Regions from separate parts of the Oryctolagus cuniculus genome. Here region 2 is linked to region 1. The links are chromatin contacts, called in public Hi-C maps. All regions are on one chromosome and are shown on one strand. The core of a region is the stretch at or near the end of the contact, and the rest is flanking DNA. Distances in the headings are between cores, read along the strand shown.

The links. A called contact is a pair of places that touch in the nucleus more often than the background predicts.
Region 2: a contact with region 1 is called in a Hi-C map of skin fibroblasts, with 4 times the contacts expected there. The contact joins the promoter of CORO1C here to the enhancer-like site in region 1. A contact is called at or near these places in 2 of 6 Hi-C or Micro-C datasets (embryonic fibroblasts and skin fibroblasts).

What each region holds. Positions count from the first base shown.
Region 1 is chr21:17,843,425-17,847,159 of mOryCun1.1, reverse strand. All of the region lies in intron 3 of CORO1C (coronin 1C), which reads left to right. Among named protein-coding and RNA genes, the nearest start is that of SELPLG, 28 kb to the right of the region's middle. Within about 2 kb of position 1,904, at least 3 of the 8 cell types and tissues checked have an H3K27ac peak or open chromatin away from gene starts, as enhancers often do.
Region 2 is chr21:17,897,444-17,901,269 of mOryCun1.1, reverse strand. CORO1C (coronin 1C) reads left to right here and starts at 1,979. Exons shown (of 11, transcript XM_051835883.2): 1 at 1,979-2,134.

The DNA.
Region 1 (3,735 bases), core at 655-3,154:
CTTTTCTTTGCTTTAACTCCTGTTTGTCCTTAGAGGTTCTGTCCTCAAGGAACCCTCCTGGCTGGACCCCTCTGGGTTATTAGCAAGGAGGTAACCCCAGGACATTTGCATTCTTATTCAGCGTCTGGCTATGCCAGCATGGCATGGCTTATGCTATATGGTTTCCTAGCAGATAATAATACAAATAAGAAGAGTAGCCAGTTCTTACTGAGTGAGGGTCTTGGATTCCTCCAACCACCAAGCCATGGGCAAGTTCATTCGTATCCCTGTTTCCTAGATGAGGCCCATCAGTCAGGTGAGTGCCCCAGGCCACACTGCTAATAAGTGGCGGTCTTGGGGGAACTGAGCCATCAGTCTGGCTGTACTGACTCCACATTTTGGAAGCACTGTTTGTGTGCCAGGCTCTGTTCCAAGGGTTTTAACAATTCCTGTAATCCCCACAGCAACCCTGGGATGTGTACATGGTGATGTGCACGGTTGCTGGGTTGTTTGCCCAGGGCTGGCAGGATTGGCCACCCCTCTGCATCACATGTATATTTCTCTCTTTGATCTTCAGTCTAACAGAAGCCCTGTGTTTGCTGTGAGCAGGGCCCGTGTCCCACCGTACGAGGCTGCTCTTGTGCTGGCATTCAGTCGTGAGTGTGTGGCTAAGAGTGACGCGCTGAGGTGCTCGTGTCCAATGCATACACCCAAATGAGGGGATCCTTAGAGCCACCAGAAGTTAGGTGAGAAAGGAAGAGAGTTTCCTCATCTTAAAGGTGATACAATGAGGCCGGTGCCGTGGCTCACTAGGCTAATCCTCCACCTTGCCGCGCCGGCACACCGGGTTCTAGTCCTGGTCGGGGCGCCGGATTCTGTCCTGGTTGCCCCTCTTCCAGGGCAGCTCTCTGCTGTGGCCCGGGAGTGCAGTGGAGGATGGCCCAAGTGCTTGGGCCCTGCACCCCATGGGAGACCAGGAGAAGCACCTGGCTCCTGTCATCGGATCAGCGTGGAGCGCCGGCCGCAGCGTGCTGGCCGCGGTGGCCATTGGAGGGTGAACCAACGGCAAAGGAAGACCTTTCTCTCTGTCTCTCTCTCTCTCACTATCCACTCTGCCTGTCAAAAAAAAAAAAAAAAAAAAAAAAAAAAACATTAAAAAAAAGTTATACAATGAATGTTTTACTCCATTAAAATTTCGTTTCAGTCCAAGAAAAAGGTGGATGGAGAAGCTCTGCTTCTGCCCTGGTATTTAAAGTTGGAATGCTGATTATAAGCAAAGCCTCCCGTGCCTTCATACCTCTGCAGGGGTCTAGAAATGCACGTTCAGTCCTGGTCTGAGGTAGGCAGTTTTCGGTCCTTGGGAGAAAACCCAGCAGTGTGTGGTTAGGCTGCCACCTGAAGGCGGTGGGTGGTATTGCTTTTCTTTCCGTTCTATGCATAGGTCAGACTTCATCCTACAAAATGCATTTCCTCTTGAATGGCTAAGACCCCATTTCATAATTGTTTCTCTGTCAGCTTCATTCTGCTCAAATCAGTAGCCATTGCTTTCTGTTTTGTTCTGTGTAAGATTTCAAACCTGCTTTAAATTACAATAGCCAAGTTCAATTTGGAGATGTTTTACTAATTGTAAACCCTTGAATAAAAAGAATGCATAGCAGGGTGAAAGCAAGCTTACACTTCTGGGGGAAGCAGTGGCCATGTCCCTGGCAGGGGGAAGGCTGGCTGCACAGGGGGAGGTTTCCCACCTTGCGCATGTGCCGAGGGATGGGTAGGGGCCTGGTGTGTTCGTGGGAAATTCGGTGGCAGCTAGGCTGAGACCCCCAGAAGGCAGGCTTATTTTGCCACGATTTGCATAAGAGGTTATATTTAGCTTGGGCAGCATTTGGCTGTAAAAGGAGTGACTCACTCGGCTCACGACTTCTTCCCACTCTTCGGGATGGCAGACTCTGTCCTCGTTTGCACGAGATGCAGAGCTGAGCTAAGCTTTCAACACCCCTGTAAGCCACGTCTCTCCCTTCCGCCCAGGGATGGAAAACAGGCAGTTGTTTGTCTCCTTCAAAAAATCCCCACAAGGAAAATTCTCTCACTTGTTCCACTGCTAAATGTGATTTTTCTCTGGCAGTTTCTAAATCTCTCATGAACTGCTTCCTTAAAATCTGCGTGTGACGGTAAATGTACTTTAAACTTCCTATTAAAGGAGACAGTTATTTCAGACTCAGCCTTTTCATAAACATAAATATTGTTCAGTATGGCCGTCTTCCACAGAGTCCTGGTGCTACCCGGCTCCCCAGGAATCGCTCCTTTTATCTGGGAGGCTGTTTCTGTGTCTCAGCCTTTCATCCGCTTGGTCCTCCGTGGTTGAAGAGTCTCCTGCCCCTTCCGGGCTGACGCCTTTCCCACCCCCGCATGTCTTCACCTGTAAGAAGATTTGTAAAACACAGCCTGCTGAGCCTTAGCTCACACTGAGGTCACACGTGTCAACTGCACGCTCCAGTGACTTTGGGGATAGTCCTGGATGTGGACAGCCATCACCTTGTACAATGTTTTCGTCACCTCAGAAGGAAATCCCACCTCCTGTCTATCACCGCCTCCCCTGCTCCTCAACACTAAGCAACTGCCAACCACTTGTCCCGCTGTCATTTCCTGTTCCGAACGTCTCAGACATGGCATCCTAGAGGAGTGGTCTTTGGGGCCTGGCTTCTCTCACTCAGCATTTTCTGCAGGCTTCCCCGTGTTGTCTCGGGGTTGTAGTACTCCATCGTATGGATGTGTCACTCAGCCCTCGCTGGGTTTTGCCTCCACCTTTTGGCTAATAATGTCAAGCATCCTTTCATATGGGTTTTTCTTCCCCCACTTGTATATCTTTCTCTAGAAATGTCTAGTAAGATTCCTTGCCCATTAATCCTTCTTTTCCCCCTAAATTTATTTGAGAGGCTGAGAAACAGAGCAAGAGACAGACAATTCCCATCTCTGGTTCATGCCCTGAATGCCCACAGTGACCAGGGCTGGGCTAGCCAGAAGCTGGGAGCCTGGGGCTCCATCCAGGTCTCGTAGTGAAGTGGCAGGGACCCAAGTACTTGAGGCGTCACCTGCTGCCTCCCAGGGTGTGCATTAGCAGGGAGCTGGAATCAGGAGTGGAGCTAGGACTTGAACTCAGTGCTCAGGTATAGGATGCGGTGTCCTAACCACTAGACCACTGCCCACCCACTCCCTGCTGGCCATGTTTAAACTGGGTCGTTTGTCTTGCTGAGGTGTCAGAGTTCTTCATACGTTCTAGTACAAGTGCCTCATCAGGTGTACGGCTTGCAGCTTATTTTCTCCCATTTTGCATGTTTTCCCTTTCTTTTTTCAAAAAACATTCTTACCTGCGCTGGCAGTGTGGCGCAGGGTAAGCCACTGCCTGCAGCTCTGGAATCCCATATGGAAGCACTGGCTCCAGCCCTGGCTGTTGTACTTCTGACCAGCTCCCTGCCAATGTGCCTGGGAGGGCAGCAGCAGCTGGCCTCGGTCCCTGCCACCCACGTGGGAGATCAGGATGGAGTTCCTTCCTGGCTTCCGGCTTTGGCCTGGGTCTTCCAGCTGTCTGGGAAATAAACCAGTAGATGGAAGGTCTCTCACTCTTTTCAAATAAATAAATCTTTCTTAAAAATGTTTTTATTTGTTGTTACCTGTCTGAAAGGCAGAACAATTGGTTCACTCCCCAGATGCCTCTAACAGCTAAGACTGGGCCAGGCTGCAGTTCTGAACCCAGGACTC
Region 2 (3,826 bases), core at 730-3,229, 54 kb before region 1:
CGGTTCCCTCCCCAACTGGCCACAACAGCCGGAGCTGCGCTGATCCAAAGCCAGGAGCCAGGAGACTCCTCCAGGTCTCCCACAGGGGTGCAGGGGCCCAAGCATTTGGGCCATCCTCCACTGCTTTCCCAAGCCACAGCAGAGAGCTGGACCAGAAGTGGAGCAGCCGGGACTGGAACTGGCGCCCATATGGGATGCCGGCACTGTAGGCAGCGGCTTTACCTGCTACACCACAGCGCGGGCCCCAGTTCTCCACTCAATCCACTAAGCATTGATGTTCATCCACTAACATAAGGCTGTGGGCGGGCAGGCACGTGGTTCAGCAGTTAAGACACCTCTTGGGATGCCTGACTGAGCCCCTGGGTTTGAGTCCAGCTCTGCCTTCCATTCCAGCTCCCTGCTAGTGCACCCAGGGAGACAGCAGATGACAACCAGTGCACCCAGGGAGACAGCAGATGACAGCTCAAGTGCTTGGGCCCCTGCCACCCACGTGGGAGCCCCGGAATCATTTGTGGGCTTCTGGCTTTGCCCCAGCCCAGCCCTGGATGTTGTGGGCATTCGGGGAGTGAAAGTGGATGGACGGTCCCCCCCACCCCCGTCACTGCTTTTCATACAAATAAGAATAAGAAAAAACAAAAACAAAAACAGAAGACTGGGAAGCGCCCACTACATGGGTCTTTAGGCGACACACAAACAAATGTCCGGAACCTAACAGCTTACTCAGCGGCCTGCCGGGCCATCGCCAAGGCTTTTGTGTCTTCCTCCTCCCAGAACCACTCTAAACCCGCGGTGACCACCTGCCTTGTTTAATTAAAGCCAGGGCTCATCACAACAGCGAACTGCCTCCAGCGTCACTTGGCCACCTTTATCTCACCGCAAGGAAGCGAGTGGCAAGCCAGGCCAGGAAGGGGCTGCTCCGAGACAACACGAGACCCGTCCCCTGGCATCCCGCGCCAAAGGTGCCCGGCGCGGTTCTCAGCACCTGCCTAGCCCTGGGAGGGAGGGGCTGCTGCTGTCGTCCCCATTTCACAGACGCAGAAACTGAGCCCTAGGGAGGACGGGTCATTTGCCGGAGAGCTGCGCTGGTTCCAGCGGATCTTGATCTACCTTTCCGAGGCTGATGCTGAAGAGGAACCCCAGCCCCCGGGCCTGGCTTTGCAGAAGGGGTCTCTGCTTTTTTAACAGAGCGACTCTTGCCACGTTCAGGGCTGGGGCGCCCGCGCCCGGGTCAGGCAGCCGGGCAGCAGCAGCGCTGGTGCCCAGCCATTGCAGGGACTTTGGCCAGGGCAGGAAGGGAGCGGCCTCGGAGGCTCCATTTGTCCTCGTCTGCGGAACGCGCTCGGTCAGTAAGCGGGAGGCTCCGGCGGTGCTGCCCGGCCCCGCGGAGGCCGCCCCGCTCGGGGAGCGACAATGGCCAGGGGGCGCAGGGCTGCGGCGCGCCCGAGGGGGCAGGGGCGGGAATTCGCGAATTCGGGGCGTGGCCTGGGCGACCAGCGCTCAGAGGGACAGTGGGCGGGGCTTCTGGAAGTCGGGCGGCAATGAAAGGGCCGCGGGGCTTAGGGAGCCGGGACGCGGGTTCGAGGGCTTGGCCGGGCAGTGGGCGGGGCTAGGAGGAACTGACGTTCCAGTTTTTTAGCGTTTCTAGGACCGTCTTTGAGAAGCCGGCCTTGCGGAGCCGGGGAATCAGTGGGCGGAGCTCTAAGAACCCCGCTCCAGATTCTAAGGAGCAGTGGGCGTGGCTCGGAGGCGCCTGTGGGCGTGGCCCTGCAGCCACTCAGAGAACTGGAGAGCAGGGCGTGAGCTTGGGCATCGCCTTCCTCCGTGGCCCGCCTGCACAGCTCAGCGCGACCAGAGGGGGCGCCGGGGAGGCGGAGGCGTGGAACGGAGGGTGGGAAGCGGGCTTCCCCTCCGGAAGTGGGCGTGGCGCGCCCCAGCCCCGCGGCCCTGGTTGGCTCCGGCGCGGCGCGGAGGCGGGGCTGGAGCGCGGCGGCAGGGGCGGCGGCGGCTGCCCGTGCCCCTCCCCCGCGCGGCGCTCAGTGCCAGGCGGGAGGCGGCAGCGGTTGGAGGCTTCGCCGGGCTTTGCAGCTGGGACTTCGGCGGCGGTGGCGGCGGCGCCTGAGGCACCTCGGCCCTGGTGAGCGGCGCGCGCTCGGCGGGGCCGCTCGGGAGCGAGCCGGGCGGGCGGACCTGTCCTCCCAGCATGTGCCGGCGCCGGCTGACAGGAGCCGGCGGGGCGAGGGGCAGGGCCCGGTGGCGGGGATTGGGCTGGAGTGGGCGCGCGGGGCGCGGAGCCTTGGGGCTGGGGGTGCTGCCCGAGGCTCGGGGTCTGGGGGGAGGGGAGTTGGGGACAGAACCAGTTGGCCTGGGGGGCGTGAGGCGGGGTCCCTGTGGGGAGGGCTTTCCTGGTCGGCTGAGGAGCCGTGGGCCGAGTGGGGACCGACGGGACGCGGCTGCTCAAGAAAGGTTTCTGGGGGTCGGAGGCCGGCCGCCTGGTTGGGTGCGGTGCTGGGTGGGGAGAGGCCCCCGAGGCTAGGGCGCTGCGCCCCGGGGCGCCAGGCCCGGGGGCGGGGTTTCGGCCGCCCTAGGGAGCGAGTGGGTGGGTGGGGGGTGGGCTGGGGCAGGGCTCACGTGGGGCCGGGGCGAGCTGGGCCCTGCCTGGGAGGGGCGAGGGCGGCCGGCTGGCCTGGGGGGTGCTTGGCTTTGGGCCCCCAAAGGTCTGGGTTGGGGGCCAGGCAGGGCGGGGCAGGGCTAGCGCTGGAGCAACGTGGGTGGGGGCGGCTTGGGAAGTGGCCGCGCCGGGACTGGCGGCCGGGTGGGGGTGGGGGGTGGGGTGGAGAGAGGAAGAACCCGGCCGGGTCGGGGCCCCTGGGGCGCCCGAGGGAGCTGGGTGATTGAGAGATGTGCGCCCCTCACAGCGGAGCCGCTGGCGAGGGACGCTGGGTGCAGGTGGGGCTCGAATCGACTGAGGCCGAAGTCAGATGTTGCGGGTGGCAGTGGACGACCCGAGCCCTCCCGCCCGTCCCCGCCGGCGCACCCGCACCGGCGCGGGGTCTCTCCAAGGATCTGGCGTGCTGGGGGAAGTGGCAGGCTGCGGGGAGAGCCGAGAAGAAAGGGGCTTCCTCTGGCAGGGAGGTGCTGGCCCTGCCGTCCTTTTTTGGGAGTGTTCAAAGGGTTTTGAGCTCTGGAAAAGGAAACGTAGACCTCGCTGCATCGTGGTTTAGAATCACATCCTATATTTGGCTTTAATGTAGGCTGCCCTTGTTTTGTGGTGCCTGAAGTGCTTGCTCTACATGTTGCAAACGTGGGATTTAGAGTGAGGAGCAAATTGCAAGTTGTTCAGCCTCCCCCAGGAGAGCAAGACACAAAGGCTTTTTTCCTTCTTAAAAGACATTGAAAAAGAAGACAGCGTTTAGAAACTGGTCCCGGCCGGCGAATATATAGTGCTTTAGGAAATAGTTCGCCCAAGGTATTGGGCCCTCTTCTCGCAGCCTTCTTGCCTGGAATTACGTTCCAAGACGGTGGGGTTCTCACTCACTCTATATAATAATGCATCTCATTGTCCTTATGTGGCGGAACTCTGTCCCAACCCCAGGGCCTGCGAGAGTAGACGGAAACGTGATTAAGTCTGAGCAGTTGCTTTGTACCGTCTGTTCAGTGGTGAAGACAAATAGATATCTGTTCAATACTAATTTACTTTTTGCATTCTCTATAAAACCGAATACATGGGCAAAAGTCTGTTTTGGATTTCATTCTATATATTTCAGAAGCTGACTTAAGGAAACTAATATTTTGGTTTGGGGTTTGTTTCAAAGTCATGATATTTGAG